2 separate regions of the Zea mays genome follow, and region 2 is linked to region 1. The links are chromatin contacts, called in public Hi-C maps. All regions are on one chromosome and are shown on one strand. The core of a region is the stretch at or near the end of the contact, and the rest is flanking DNA. Distances in the headings are between cores, read along the strand shown.

Region 1 (7,797 bases), core at 3,811-6,310:
CCTAACAAATGGGGCACGGACGTCCACTCGGATTACCCGTTAGCAGCTCACTGGAGACACCATGTTCGGCGCCCTCCAAGGGCAACATGGCGCTTTTCCCCCCTCCTCCTTGCGGAAAGGCGACGCAGGGGCGTATGTAAAAAAGTCGAGTCTGTCCTTGACTGTCCTCTCGCTCTGTGCGGAGGCTCGGGGGCTGCTCTCGCAAACCCGGCTCCGGCCAAACCGTTGACAGCGTCAACATACCAGCCCGAGAACTTGGGACTCGACTGTGCACCCGGGCTACGGCCAGTTCGCATGAAGGAACAACCAGACCGGTCGAAGCATCGCGAAACGCATTAAGACCTCGAAGGAGTCAAACCACTCCTCCGAGGCCTCGGGGGCTACACCCGGCGGGTGCGCTCGCGCGCACCCACCGGAATGAAACACAACCGAGAAAGGTCGGTCCCCTTGCAAAAAAGTGCGACAAAAGCCTCCAAGCGAGTATTAACACTCCCTTTGAGGCTCGGGGGCTACTGTCGGGGACCATAATTAGGGGTACCCCAAGACTCCTAATCTCAGCTGGTAACCCCCATCAGCACAAAGCTGCAAAGGCCTGATGGGTGCGATTAAGTCAAGGCTCGGTCCACTCAAGGGACACGATCTCGCCTCGCCCGAGCCCAGCCTCGGGCAAGGGCAGCCGACCCCGGAGGATTCACGTCTCGCCCGAGGGCCCCCTCAAGCAACGGACACACCTTCGACTCGCCCGAGGCCCAGTCTTCGCCAAGAAGCAACCTTGGCCAGATCGCCACACCGACCGATCGCACCGCAGAAGCATTTAATGCAAAGGTGGCCTGACACCTTATCCTGACGCACGCCCTTCAGTCGACTGAGCCGAAGTGACCGCAGTCACTTTGCCGCTCCACTGACCAGCCTGACAAGAAGACAGCGCCGTCCGCGTCGCTCCGACTGTTGTGCCACTCGACAGAGTGAGGCTGACAGCGGCCAAGTCCGGCCTCGGGCGCCATAGGAAGCTCCGCCTCGCCCGACCCCAGGGCTCGGACTCAGCCTCGGCCCCAAAAGACGACGAACTCCGCCTCGCCCGACCCAGGGCTCGGACTCGGGCTCGGCCCCGGAAGACGACGAACTCCACCTCGCCCGACCCCAGGGTTCGGACTCGGCCTCGGCCCCGGAAGACGACGAACTCCGCCTCGCCCGACCCAGGGCTCGGACCGACCATGTCACAGAGGGAGCCATCATTACCCTACCCCTAGCTAGCTAAGGCTACGGGGAACAAGACCGGCGTCCCATCTGGCTCGCCCCGGTAAACAAGTAATGATGGCGCCCCGCGTGCTCCATGACGACGACGGCTCTCAGCCCCTTACGGAAGCAAGGAGACGTCAGAAAGGACTCGACAGCCTCGACAGCTATCCTTCCACCAGGCTCCAGCGCTCCTCCGATGGCCACGACATCTCATGAACAGGGTGCCAAAACCTCTCCGGCTACCACGACGGCATGTACTTAGGGCGCTAGCTCCTCTCTGCTAGACACGTTAGCACACTGCTACATCTCCCATTGTACACCTGGGCCCTCTCCTTACGCCTATAAAAGGAAGGCCCAGGGCACTCGTACGGAAGGTTGGCCGCGCGGAGGAACGGGGCGGCGCGCATAAGCCTCTCTCGCTCTCTCCCACGCGGACGCTTGTAACCCCCTACTGCAAGCGCACCCGACCTGGGCGTGGGACAAACACGAAGGCCACGGGTTTCCCCTTTTACGCCTGTCTCCCTCTGGTTTCCCCCCTTCGCGCTCCGTCTCGCGCCGACCCATCTGGGCTGAGGCACGCGGCGACAATTTACTCGTCGGTCCAGGGACCCCCCCGGGGTCGAAACGCCGACACATACGTTGCTACAAACTCATTGTGCATTGCCGATGATGAAACACATGTCTATTTGCAACTCTTCCAAAAAAATGGCTCCCTAGTAAGTGTGAATGCATACCTTGAAGTGGATTTCAAGGTATCTACATAGCCTGCCTAGTCAACATCTGCATAGCCAATTATCTCTAGGGAATTAGACGTTCTCTATGTTAGCATGAGATTTTTGGTGCCTTGTAGGTACCTTAGAGCCTGCTTAACTGCTTTCGAGTGTTCCACGCCTAGATTTATCTAGTATTTGCCAGGCATCCTGGTGGTAAATGCTAAATCAGGGCGAGTACAAATTTGAGCATACATAATGCTTCCGATAGCTGAAGCATATGGTAATGACTGCATCTGATCTTTCTCATAATGATTCTAGGGACACTGATGAATCTCGAACTTGTCTATTGGTTTAGGTGAAGCCTTACACTGGTGCATATTGTACCTCTTTAGTACGTTTTCTATATATGTCTTCTATGAAAGTCCTAATACTCCCTTTTTTCTATCTCTGTGAATTTCTATTCCAAGAACATAGGAGGCTTCTCTCATATCTTTCATATCAAAGTTCGAGGATATAAACTTTTTTTGTTTCCGCTAGTAGATTCTTATCACCATTAGCCAACAATATGTCATCGACATACAAGACAAGTAAGCTGTAGTCATTCTCAAACTTTGCATAAATGCAGTTGTCTTCCATGTTTTCCTCAAAACCACATTTTCTTATAGTTTGATCAAACTTGAGATACCACTATCTGGAAGCTCGCTTGAATCCTTAAATGGACTTCCTTAAGTGACATCCCATACTTTCTTTACCCTGCACAACAAAACCCTTTGGTTGTGCAATGAAAACATCTTATTCTAACTCCCTATTTAGGAAAGTTGTCTTAACATCCATCTGATGTAGTTCTAGATCATAATGAGCCATTAGAGCCATGATTATTCTAAATGAATCTTTCATCGAGACGGATGAGAAGGTTTCATTATAATCAATGTCTTCTCTTTGTGTGAACCCTTTGGCCACAAGTCTAGCCTTATATCTTTCTATGTTCCCTCTAGAGTCATGCTTGGTTTTATAGACCCACATACAACCTATTGTTTTGGCTCCTTTAGGAATGACTTCTAAGTCTTAGACTTGATTCATTTTCATGGACTCTAATTCATCTTTCGTGGTAGAGAGCCACATGGAATTTCTGACTCCTCGTTACTTTCTCATATGTAATGGGATCGCCTTCTGTATCTATATCCACCAGTCGCGTGCGTCATTGGGCGCTAGTCCGTTCAAGGAGAAGTGAAGGAGATGATAGAAGAAGAAAGATGAATGTGAGAACCATATGTGACTATGTGAGAATAAATATAAAGGATAATACACTATGTCTTGTATGGGTTAGTTCTATTGTTGTAACTTCTGATGTTCAAGGGTTCCCCGCCCATCCTTTTATATTCTAAGGAGGGACAACAGTTAAATTGTAGGCACCAAGTCAGTTGTCAAGTTCATGTTGAAATTGAGCTGGTTACTAAGTTGGAAATGAGTCCAACTCTATATTTATAAGTTTATCTCTTATTTAGTTAAGATCCTTGACATATCCACGCTTTTAGAAATCTCCTGGCTATGGACTCCCTCCTGGACTTATTATCGAGCTCATAGGCCCTTCCAGGCAGACTCTTCTTTATGAATCATTTGTATCCATGATACATATCGTTCACAAATAGGGTGTAGGACATTACCTATTTTGTGGTCTGAACCTCTTTAAGATTATCTGTGTTATAGTTCCTGGTTGTGCCTAGATTCAATGCACCGCTCACCTACACCCACGATATCTCGAATCTCTTTTTCATGTAGTTTACATACCCTGGTTTCTATCCATGACGACAAATATGTTGAGTTTCAGAGGAATTTCAGGCTTGTAGTTAACCAGTTTCACATTTCCTTTGTGTAATGGCTATCCCGAGAGAATACTAACTATTATTCCGCTATGCGGTGTAAAAGACTATGTTCATGTAATGAACATTTAATCGTTACATAATAGAGACAATTGTGATTATATTATTCGTTGGCCTTGCAATTGTGATTCACCCTTGGTTTTCCAACTTTGTGATTTTACCCCTCTATGTTGAAAACGAAGCTATCGTTTATCCCTCTCTCAGTCTCTCACAAATATTGTTAGTGAAAATTAGAATTTGTGGTTAAAAATAAAAAAATATCAAAAGAAATGGGTGAAGGGTCTCAACTACCATCCTCCTATTCTGTTCGGGCGCAACCCAATAGGTGTAAAAATCATAATTGCATAATATAACGAGGGGTAAAATTACAATCATAGACATTTTTGTCTTTCATATTAAATTTAACACTGTTAACTACACGTAACGGTGCAAAGGTATGACACAACTTTGTTTTTAAAATAAATGGGTCTAGGTTAAAAAATGAGAGGTAAAATTACAAATGCAAGACCAATGAGAGGTATGATCACAAATGCCCCATATGTAATAATGCACTTAGGTGGTGTTTGGTTTCTAGGGACTAATCTTTAGTCCTTTATTTTATTCTATTTTAGTTTCTATATTGTCAAATACAGAAACTAAAATTGAGTCTTAGTTTCCGTATTTAGTATTTTAAGTACTAAAATAGAATAAAATGTAGGGACTAAACATTAGTCCCTAAAAACCAAACACCCACTTATTAGGTTATCTCTCTTTGTTGACTTCTTATTGTATTTTGGGTACAAATATAGTCTTTATCCAATTTTGACCTTAAAATTGAGACGACATACATGCACCCATTCTCAACGAGGAAAAGAGGAACCTTCTCGAATTTCGATAATCCTATACGCTATTGTTTTCTTGTGTCTTCTAAAAAACTATCATAAGCTTTACGCTGTAAAAAACTGTTGAGAGTGTACAAAAACTATAAGATTTATGGTTTAACCAAGTATAAAATCTAACTTCTATCTCTATACCACTTTAAATAAGTATAAAACAGTTCACCATTTTAAAAACAAAAAAACAGATTTAAATACTTTCAAAACCACACTACTAAAAAATAGTAACTTGCTTTTTGTTTCTATTTTTCTATGCTTTTACATTTTTTAAAGCAAAAGCAGCCGTTTGCTTCTGCTTCTATTTTTAGTTACCTTTTACATTTTTAAAAGCAAAAGCAGTAGCTAAAAGCCAGCCTATGCCTTCGCATATGCCTAGAACCTTCCTCATGCCTCTGATGATATGCCACCTCGACCCCACCGCACAGAGACACAAGCCTCCACGTCACGCGGCGAATCCGGGCCGTCCATCACCTCTACCCCGCGCCCCTCCCCGCCGTTAAATCCCACGCGTCAAACCGTGTCTATTCCTCGTCAGACTTTCAGTTCTTCCAATCTCTTGCAAGCACAACTGCACAAGGGAACAGGAGGAAAAAAGAGCGAGAACTCGCAGCTGACGCGCACACGGCAAGCCCCAATCGGAGCCGCGGACCGGATCAGAACTAGGTCTCGAGGCGATGGCAAGCGGAGGCGAGGGCGCAGGGAGCGGCGAATCCCCTCCCGCCGCCTCAGTGGAGGCGGCAGCGGTCGAGGCGACGCTGCACATCCGGTGCGCGAACGGCTCCAAGTTCACGGTGCAGACGGACCTGGGCGCCACGGTGGGCGCGTTCAAGGAGGTCTTATCCGGTAGCTGCGGCGTGCCAGCACCGCAGCAGCGCCTGATCTACAAGGGCCGCATCCTCAAGGACGAGCAAACCCTAGACAGCTATGGTACGTGCCACGCCGAAACGCTGGTTGTAGTGTAGAGTAAAGTACCTTCAGATTTGGTGTCGTAGCGTGGGATTGTCCGATTCTGTTCATCAATTCGGCGGTGGGCCAGTGCCGTTGTGAATTGTGCTAGGTTTGTGCTGTCGGTGACATGCCTGTTTGTGTGTCTGTAGTGTATTGAAGGTGGCTAGATTCTGCATTTGTTTTTTCTTTCATGTGCATGCTAGCTAGTAGTAATTTACCACATATTGTGCTATGTCATTACCTGATGCACGTGTGATTCGACTAACGTATGCTGTTAACTTATACCATGTAACGTTTGTATCATGACATTACCGATGGCATTAATTACAGTCTAGAAGTAGTTGAAGTAGAAGACAGCTTTGTTACAATTCTCATATAATTCCAATTGTTATGTAGTCATTTTATATACTGTTGATTGTGCATGTCTAGAATCCAAATGTTTTAGAGTTAGTAGAACTAAAACATAATATATGAGATGTGATTTCAGCACTACACATGAGGACAGGGATGCTAGTTTGGAAGGTCAAGTAGTGCCTAGGAAGGACACCTTCAGGTATTTAAGCTCAATGCTACAGAGAGACGAGGATATTGACGAAGGTGTCAGCCATATGAAAGTAGGGTGGATGAAGTGGTGTTAAGCATCTGGCGTTCCATATGATAAGAGGGTACCACAGAAGCTAAAAAGGCAAGTTTTATAGGACGACGATTAGACCCAATATGTTGTATTGTTGTATAGTGCAGAATGTTGACCTATAAAAAGACAACATGATAAGTATCACGGAAATATGTATGCTGCGTTGGATTTGTGGCCATACAAGAAGGGATCGAGTCTGGAATGATGATATACGTTATAGGCTAGGGTAGCACCAATTGAAGAAAAACTTGTCCAACATCGGTTGAGATGGTTTGGATATGTCCAACGAAGACCTTCAGAGGCGCTAGTGCGCAGTAGGATCCTAAGGTGCGATAGCAATGAGAAGAGAGGAAGATAAAGACCAGAGTTGACTTGGGAAGAGGCATTTAAAGGAGACTTAAAAGGATGATATATATCCAAAGATTCAGCCTTGAATAGGAGTGCATGGAAAACAGCTATCCATGTGACTGAACCTTGACTTTGTGGGTTCTATTGGTTTTTTTACTCTAGCCAACCCCAACTTGCTTAAGATAAAAGGCTTTGTTGTTGTTAATTCTTGATTGTGTATGTCTAGATGTGTATTCATAGGCTTCTGATATAATTCCAAATGTTATGAAGTCAGCTTATATACTGTTCATTGTGCATGTCTAGATGTGTCTTTAAGGTGAACATGTATGTTAGCCTTTGGATGGACTTGTGGTCAAGTTTAATGTCAATTTTGGCATAGTAGCTTATAATTGGCATGTTGAGTGATATACTATATCATATTTTTTGCTAGAGCGCACGTGATTTTCAGATAGAATATCAATTGGATGTTATAACTGTTATAAGTTCATTTCTTTAATTTGTCTCATGCCTACCTAGTTTTTTCTTGACATGTTAATTCACTATGTTTTGGGGGCTTTAGTGACGGTTGGATTTCTCGGCCGGGAAATACTGAAAACCGGTAAATTTTACCGTTTCCGGTCCGGTCCGAAATCCAAAAACCGCTCCGGATTTTTGTATATTTCAGTTTAGCATTTGAAAATATAGAAGTCAAATCCTGGTCAACAAAACTGTTTTCGAAAATCATAAAACGAAAATGTAATCCATGGCTTCAGTGGTGAAAGTAAATTTACTCGGTTTGCTAGTCATTTGCAACCAAAATCAGTGTACTTCAATATATATCTGATATATTTCTTTGCAGTTGATTGCTTGATCAAGCTCTATTTTATAGAGCTAAATCAAGGTGTTGTCTCCCATAATGTTAGATCCCTGAGTCACTCTTGTGTCTGCTTTTGATCATGTAGCTTGTGAGAACTATCAACTAAATGATTTTGTTGTTCAATGATAGTAAGCTGTACCTTTTAGTGCTTTAGATTTAATATTAGTATATTTGTATTGTATTTGTTCTTTGCAGCGGCAACTTCATATTTAATGCTCATTGTTCCAAAATGCGTTATTAATTGTACGCCTAGGCGCGCCCCATGTTTAAGTGTGAGTTGGAGCCCCGGCGTGTCATTTAGGCC
Region 2 (7,602 bases), core at 139-2,638, 150 kb after region 1:
GAGCTGGGGCGGGCGGCGGCGGCGATTTCGTAGACGGCGGCGGCGTGGTTTGGAATGAGCCGAGAAGAGAAGAAACGCGCAAAGAGAAGGCAGTTTGCGGGTTTTTCCTAGCTCGACGCCAAGATCTGTGGCGCCGAGCTAGGTGCCACGCGGGACTGCCACGTCATGAAGCTCGGTGCCATAGGCTATGGCGCCGAGCTGTGTTACCTCGGCGCCATAGCCTGTGGCGCCGAGCTTCGGGTCCAAACGTGCAAATAAAATTTCTGGGGGTCCAAACGTAAATTTTTGACTCGGAAGGGGCTAAAAAACAAAAAATTCGGTCTGTTTTGACATAAAGGTAATTAATAATTATTTTAAACAAAGATACAAAAAAATAATCTGTTATTACATAGAGACAAGTTATAAAGTGCAAAAGCAACAGTTTATTTAGTATATACTAGTTAGTTGTACAAGAATATCGTCTAAAATTATTTAGTATATACTAGTCTGCCACTCTCTCAGGTGGTGGTGGGCGCATAAAGAGGCCTCGATGCCGATGATATCCCTTCTCTATTGCTTCGTGGTGGTTGGGTCCACCGGCCCAACGTGCCTCGAACGGGAGTCACTCTCCAACTTTTCGGGGCCTTTTTGATGCAAAGAGCCCACCGGCCACCGCGATCCACAATGCTCCGGATGCATCGATCCCGTCCGAAGCCGATGGCCGATGGCATTTGGCACGTGATGAGCGTTATCAGCGGACGGACTTTGTGATGGCTAGGCTAGCTATGGATGCGACTCCGACTCGACAAGCACGATAGATTGGAGATCTGAGGCTGAGCACTGCGTACATTTTACTCTCTTAAATTTAAGATGATGGATGGATACATGTTAACGAGGACTCCACACACTATATTCGTGCTCGTGCACGCTTATTAATTCTAGCCAAATACCAACACGACAGCGTTAGCAAACGCGCACAGTACAGTACGTTTTACACAAGCGCAGGCAGGACGGTCAAACGGCGGCGTGGCCTGACGCTGGCGGGTCGAACGCGGCGGGGTAGTAGTGCGCGGTCCGGGCCTGCGCCGCGACGACCTGCCTCCACGACGGGCGCGACGAGATGGCCGCGTACCAGCGCGCCACGTTGGGCCTGGACGCCAGCAGCGCGCGGCCCCTGGGAGAAATTTGCTGTTTTGCCACTCTCAAATTTGGCTGCTTGTTATTATGTCATCCCGTGTCTATGACTGGTGGGACCGTCTGTGTCTATGATTTGTGGGTCCGATGGCATACTGGCGAAGCCCACAAATGATAATGGCAAAATTGCCAATGGCTCGGCCCCTGGGGGATGAGCACGCGAGGCAGTGCGCGTTGGGGAGGTGGGACAGGTCCGCCAGGGTGAAGCCGTCTCCCGCGAGGTACGCGCTCCGGCCCAGCGCGCCGTCGTACACGTCCAGCACGCGCAGCAGCTGCCGCTCGCTCTCGGCGGCGGTGGCCGGCGACAAGGCGAGGTGGAGCACCAGCGCCGAGCTCGGCGCGTCGAAGCTGTGCGCCTCCGCCTGCAGCCACTGCTCGATGCGCGCCCGCGCCGTACAGGTCCCTGGTGCACCACCGCGGGAACTCCGTGCACACGTACCGGCATATGTCCCTGGAATCTGCAGCCACAGGATTGACTGATTGAGTTGGCAGCTTGCATTGGCGCGCGTCCAGAATCTTGTGGTCGGTACGGTAGGGTTAGTTAGGCTATGTTAGGTTTGAGGTCAAAGTAGGATGAGTCGGGGCGCCACCGTCTCCTCGATTTTATGGGATCACGCCGCCTCTAAAAATCACTCCGGTGTTCACCTTGCCCCTACTTGACTCTCAACCAAACACTATAGAAAACGTGGCCGCCTCATTCCATCTCTCTTTGTACATTCAACCAAAAACACCCTTAATTACTCACCGCCGAGGGTGATGTCGCCGTGCTTGAGCGTCACCTGATGGCCGCTGGTGGGATCCTGCATCATCGATCATACATGCATGTATCCAACCCAGCATGCATGAAAGTAAATTAAATCAAGGAGCGAGGGCCGGGACAGAATCGAAACTTGGGGGGGGGGGGGGGGGGGGGGGGGATTGTGAACGTGCCCTCATCTTGACGAGCTCGGGGAGCTTATTATTGCGCCCGCGCTTGAAGGTGTCGGTGCGGACTAGCTCGAACTCCAGCTGCCGCTCCAGGAGGCACGCCATGACCCGCGCCACGTCCGTCGACGCCGGCTGGCCGAACACCTGCAGCATCGCCGAGGAGGCCATGGAGGAGGAGGAGGAGACCGTACCGATACCGACCTTGGCTGATCAAAAACAAATAAAACGATCGGTGTATCCTGCTCCTGCCCTGCATGATGGTGGCTTGGCGTCAATTGCACGGTATTTATAGAGTGTAGCTGCTGCTCGTCCAGGCATGCCGTCGATGATGCATCAGCTTGCTAGCCATCAGCCCATCACGACGAAAAAGAAAGTGAAAGTGCGCAGGCCACGCACTGGGCTATACAGGAGTAGGTAGGTACTACGTACGTTATGTTGGAACACTTTGATTATAGTATTTATACATATTCCTTGCTTGGCGCGAACTCGATCGATACGATCTGGACATGGCGACGATGATGATACTGTTCCCTGGGCATCACTCTTTGATCCACATGAGGATTAGCCAACCGTTGCGTTTTGCTACGTGGAAAGATCCGCTCAACCAGGAGGATTGATGTAAAGCTCGACCGATATGCGTGCAGGAAAGCTGCTTGTTGCATGCCCTTGTCAGTTACAGTACACGACACAGGACGACAGGTGCACAGATGAAGCTATAGCTTATTAGTGATCATTTGTCGTCTTCGTGACGGGACGGGATTAGAGAGCAAACATGTAGTAAAAGATGTATACGGCATATTTAAACACTCAAATCTTGCATACTTAACATTTTTTCATAGTTTTACCCGTTTTGACCTGTTTGAGGTCGATGTTGAACTACAAACCATCAAGTCGACTTGACTTGATCTGGATTGTCATCTATGAGCTACAACACCCTGCAATGCCACATAGAACATATACAAACACATGAATAACCCAAACTAAAAGTAAAAGTGAACTTAGCTCTTTTAGGTTCATTTCATGTTCTTGCTTTGACACTACTCCTTCTAGTGACATTGTTCACTTCTTAAGCTTGATCTTGAGTCTTATGATTTACAGCACATAACCATAGGTATTACCTCATTGGTTGTAAGTCACTTCCTTAAGTAGTGATCCTCAATCAAGGTTTACAAAACCGGTAAAAACCAGCGGTAAACCGGTCGGTTTACCGAAACCGCGGGGGTGCGGTTTGGGTTAACCACCGGTTTTTTTCAAATTGGTTCCAAATTCAAAAAAAAATTGAAAAATTTCATAAAACTGAAAACCACCGGTAAACCGTTTTTTGGACCGGTAAACCGCCAATTTTTACCAGGAAACAGGATTTAATGCAACAATTGAGTATTTAGTGATCAATTTAGGTATATTAGTCTTGCTTAATGCTATATATGAAGATGTTATTGAAATTCGCCTAGAGGGGGTGGATAGGCGGAAACTGAAATTTACAACTCTAAACACACTACAAGCCGGAGATAGCGTTAGAATAAAATCAGTGTCCAGGAGAGAGGGGAAAACAAATCAACCAAGAAAAATAGAGCGGATGACACGGTGATTTGTTTTACCGAGGTTCGGTTCTAAAGAACCTAGTCCCCGTTGAGGTGGTCACAAAGACCGGGTCTCTTTGAACCTTTTCCCTCTCTCAAACGGTCACTTAGACCGAGTGAGGCTTCTTCTTTAATCTCACGGGTCACTTAGACCCCGCAAGGACCACCACACAATTGGTGTCTCTTGCCTCGCTTACAAAGCTTGAAAGTAAGAAGTGAGAAAGAAAAGAAAGCCAAGCCAAGCAAACAAGAGCAACAAGGAAACACAAATGATCCTCTCACAAGTCTAAATGCGATAGAGTTGAATTGGAGACTTTGAGCGGATCGATCACTTGAATTGTGTCTTTGGAGTGGTGTTGATTGCTCTTGTATTGAATGCGAAGTAGTTAATGCTTGGATGGTTGGAGTGGAGGTGGTTGGGGGTATTTATAGCCCTCAACCACCAAACAACCGTTAGGGAGGGGCTACTGTCGATGGGCGCACCGGACAGTCCGGTGCGTCAGCCACGTCACCCAACCGTTAGGGTTCTAACGAAGTCGATCGTTGGAGCGCTGACTTCTGGTGGCACCGGACAATCCGGTGCTGCACCGGACATGCAATGTTCCTTGTCCAGTGCGCCTCTAACCTCTGCTCTGACTTCTGCCACAAACTGTAGCGCTGTCAGGGGCACTGTGCAGTCGACCGTTGCGCCGGCTAGTCGTTGCTCCGCTGGTGCACCAGACAGTCCGGTGGCACATCGGACAGTCCGGTGAATTATAGCGGAGCAGCGCTGGAGAAACCCGAAGCTGAAGAGTTCGGAGTTGTACGGTCTTGGTGCACCGGACACTGTCTGGTGGCACACCGGACAGTCCGGTGCGCCAGACCAGGGCACTCTTCGGTTTCTTTTGCTCCTTTCTTTTTTAACCCCAACTTAATCTTTTTATTGGTTTTGTTGAACCTTTATGCACCTGTAGAATATATGATCTAGAGCAAACTAGTTAGTCTAATTATTTGTGTTGGGCATTCAACCATCAAAATTATTTATGGGAAAAGGTTAACCCCTATTTCCCTTTCAATCTCCCCCTTTTTGGTGATTGATGCCAACACAAACCAAAGCAAATATATAAGTGCAGAATTGAACCAGTTTGCATAATATAAGTGCATAGGTTGCTTGGAATTAAACCAATTCATAGTTTTACTAGATATGCATGGTTTGCTTTCTTTTATTTAACATTTTGGACCACGCTTGTACCACTTGTTTTGTTTTTGCAAATTCTTTTGGAAAGTCTTTTTAAAATCTTTTTGCAAATAGTCAAAGGTATATGAATAATATTTCGAGAAGCATTTTCAAGATTTGAAATTTTCTCCCCCTGTTTCAAATGCTTTTCCTTTGACTTAAACAAAACTCTCCCTGAATGAAATTCTCCTCTTAGCTTTCAAGAGGGTTTTAATAGATATCAATTGGAGATATATTGAGATGATAATTTTGAAAATATACCAATTGCAAATCATCATACCAATTTGAAATATATTAATTGAAAAATTTCGAAAGGTGGTGGTGCGGTCCTTTTGCTTTGGGCTTAATACTCTCTCCCCCTTTGGCATTAATCGCCAAAAACGGAGACTTTGCGAGCCCTTGTTACTTTCTCCCCCATTGGTACAAGTAAATATGAGTGAAAGATTATACCAATTTGAGAGTAATGTGGAGTGATGGCGAAGGGTAAAAGATACCGAGAGTGGAGTGGAAGCCTTGTCTTCGCCGAAGACTCCATTTTCCTTTCAATCTACGACTTAGCATAGAAATACACTTGAAAACACATTAGTCGTAGACATAAAAGAGATATGATCAAAGGTATATAAATGAGCTACGTGTGCAAAGTTTCAATCAAAGTTCCGAGAATCAAGTATATTTAGCTCGTTCCTAAGTTTGGTAAAGGTTTTCTCATCTAATGGTTTGGTAAAGATATTGGCTAATTGTTCTTTGGTGCAAACATAAGCTATCTCGATATCCCCCTTTGTTGGTGATCCCTCAAAAAAGTGATACCGAATGTCTATGTGCTTAGTGCAGCTGTGTTCAACGGGATTATCCGCCATGCGGATTGCACTCTCATTGTCACATAGGAGAGAGACTTTGCTCAATTTGTAGCCATAGTCCCTGAGGGTTTGCCTCATCCAAAGTAATTGCGCACAGCAATGGCCTGCGGCAATGTACTCGGCTTCGGTGATTAAGTGCCCAACACAACCGGTGAGCCAACGGTCGGCCGCGCCAACGGTCGGTCGCGCAATCCGCGCGTGGCGCGTGCCTGAGCCAACGGTCTGATGGGGGCACCGGACCGTCCGGTGTGCACCAAACAGCGTCCGGTGCGCCAACGGCTCCAAATCTTCAACGGTCGGCTGCGCCAATTTAGGAAGGCGATCTGCACCGGACAGTGAACAGGGGATGTCCGGTGGTGCACCGGACTGTCCGGTGCGCCACCCGACAGAAGGCAAGAATTGCCTTCCTGGAATGCTTCCAACGGCTCCTAGCTGCCTTGGGGCTATAAAAGGGACCCCTAGGCGCATGGAGGAGATACACAAGCATTCTTTGATCATCTCTAAGCACCAAGACTTCATTCTAGCACATTTGATTCTTTGTGATAGCAATTTGAGCTCCTCTTGAGTTGAGAACTCCGTGTGTGAACTTAGAACTCAAGTTGTGACTAGTGTGCGTGTTTTGTGCTGTTGCTTTTGAGACTTGTGTGTGTTGCTTTTCCCTTCCTTACATTCGTGCTTCTTTGTGATCATCATTTGTAAGGGCGAGAGGCTCCAAGTTGTGGAGATTCCTCGCAAACGGGATATAGTGAAAGAAAGAAAAACACCATGGTATTCAAGTGGATCTTTGGATCACTTGAAAGGGGTTGAGTGCAACCCTCGTCCATTGGGACGCCACAACATGAAGTAGGCAAGTGTTGTACTTGGCTGAACCACGGGATAAACCATCGTGTCTCTTGTGCTTGTTCTCACTGTGACCATTGTGTTTCACAAAAGCTCGATCCTCCGCCACTTGATTTCATTGTGCTAACACTTAATCAAGTTTTGTGGCTTTAAGTCTTAAGTTTTTACAGGATCACCTATTCACCCCCCTCTAGGTGGTCTAAGATAGCGTAGGGGATCTTACTAAACTTCTTGTGCTCATGGCGCTTAGAAGTGACGGACGCGGCGTCGGAGCCGGAGGTGGAGGGCGACGAAGAGTCGGTCTCGTAGTAGACCACTTTCTTCATCTTTTTCTTCTTGTCGCCACTCCGGTGTGACTTGACGTGGGGAGGTGATTCCTCCCTTCCTTTGACGCCGGACTCCCTTGATGGATCCTTCCCGTGGCTTATGGCCGTTTCCATGTCCCTCTTGGCAGATTCTCCCGACATCACTTCGAGTGGTTAGACTCTAATAAAGTATCGGTTCTGATACCAATTGAAAGTCGCCTAGAGGGGGGTGGATAGGCGGAAACTGAAATTTACAACTTTAAACACACTACAAGCTGGGGTTAGCGTTAGAATAAAATCTGAGTCCGGGAGAGAGGGGAAAACAAATCAACCAAGAAAAATAAAGCGGATGACACGGTGATTTGTTTTACCGAGGTTTGGTTCTAAAGAACCTAGTCCCCGTTGAGGTGGTCACAAACACCGGGTCTCTTTCAACCCTTTCCCTCTCTCAAACGGTCACTTAGACCGAGTGAGGCTTCTTCTTTAATCTCACGGGTCACTTAGACCCCGCAAGGACCACCACACAATTGGTGTCTCTTGTCTCGCTTACAAATCTTGAAAGTAAGAAGTGAGAAAGAAAAGAAAGCCAAGCCAAGCAAACAAGAGCAACAAGGAAACACAAATGATCCTCTCACAAGTCTAAATGTGCTAGAGCTGAATTGGAGACTTTGAGCGGATCGATCACTTGAATTGTGTCTTTGGAG

Evidence for each region. A called contact is a pair of places that touch in the nucleus more often than the background predicts.
Region 2: a Hi-C map of bundle sheath shows a contact between it and region 1, with 2.3 times the contacts expected there. The contact joins the enhancer-like site here to the promoter of LOC100282238 in region 1. A contact is called at or near these places in 3 of 25 Hi-C or Micro-C datasets (bundle sheath, ear and tassel).

What each region holds. Positions count from the first base shown.
Region 1 is chr9:131,713,682-131,721,478 of Zm-B73-REFERENCE-NAM-5.0, forward strand. LOC100282238 (ubiquilin-1) reads left to right here and starts at 5,061. Exons shown (of 8, transcript NM_001155150.2): 1 at 5,061-5,634. The coding sequence starts at 5,382.
Region 2 is chr9:131,870,248-131,877,849 of Zm-B73-REFERENCE-NAM-5.0, forward strand. It overlaps the pseudogene LOC103639101. Among protein-coding and RNA genes, the nearest start is that of LOC115032961, 5.8 kb to the right of the region's middle. Within about 2 kb of position 1,389, at least 18 of the 20 cell types and tissues checked have an H3K27ac peak or open chromatin away from gene starts, as enhancers often do. A contact at or near this core is called in bundle sheath, ear and tassel, where this site is marked.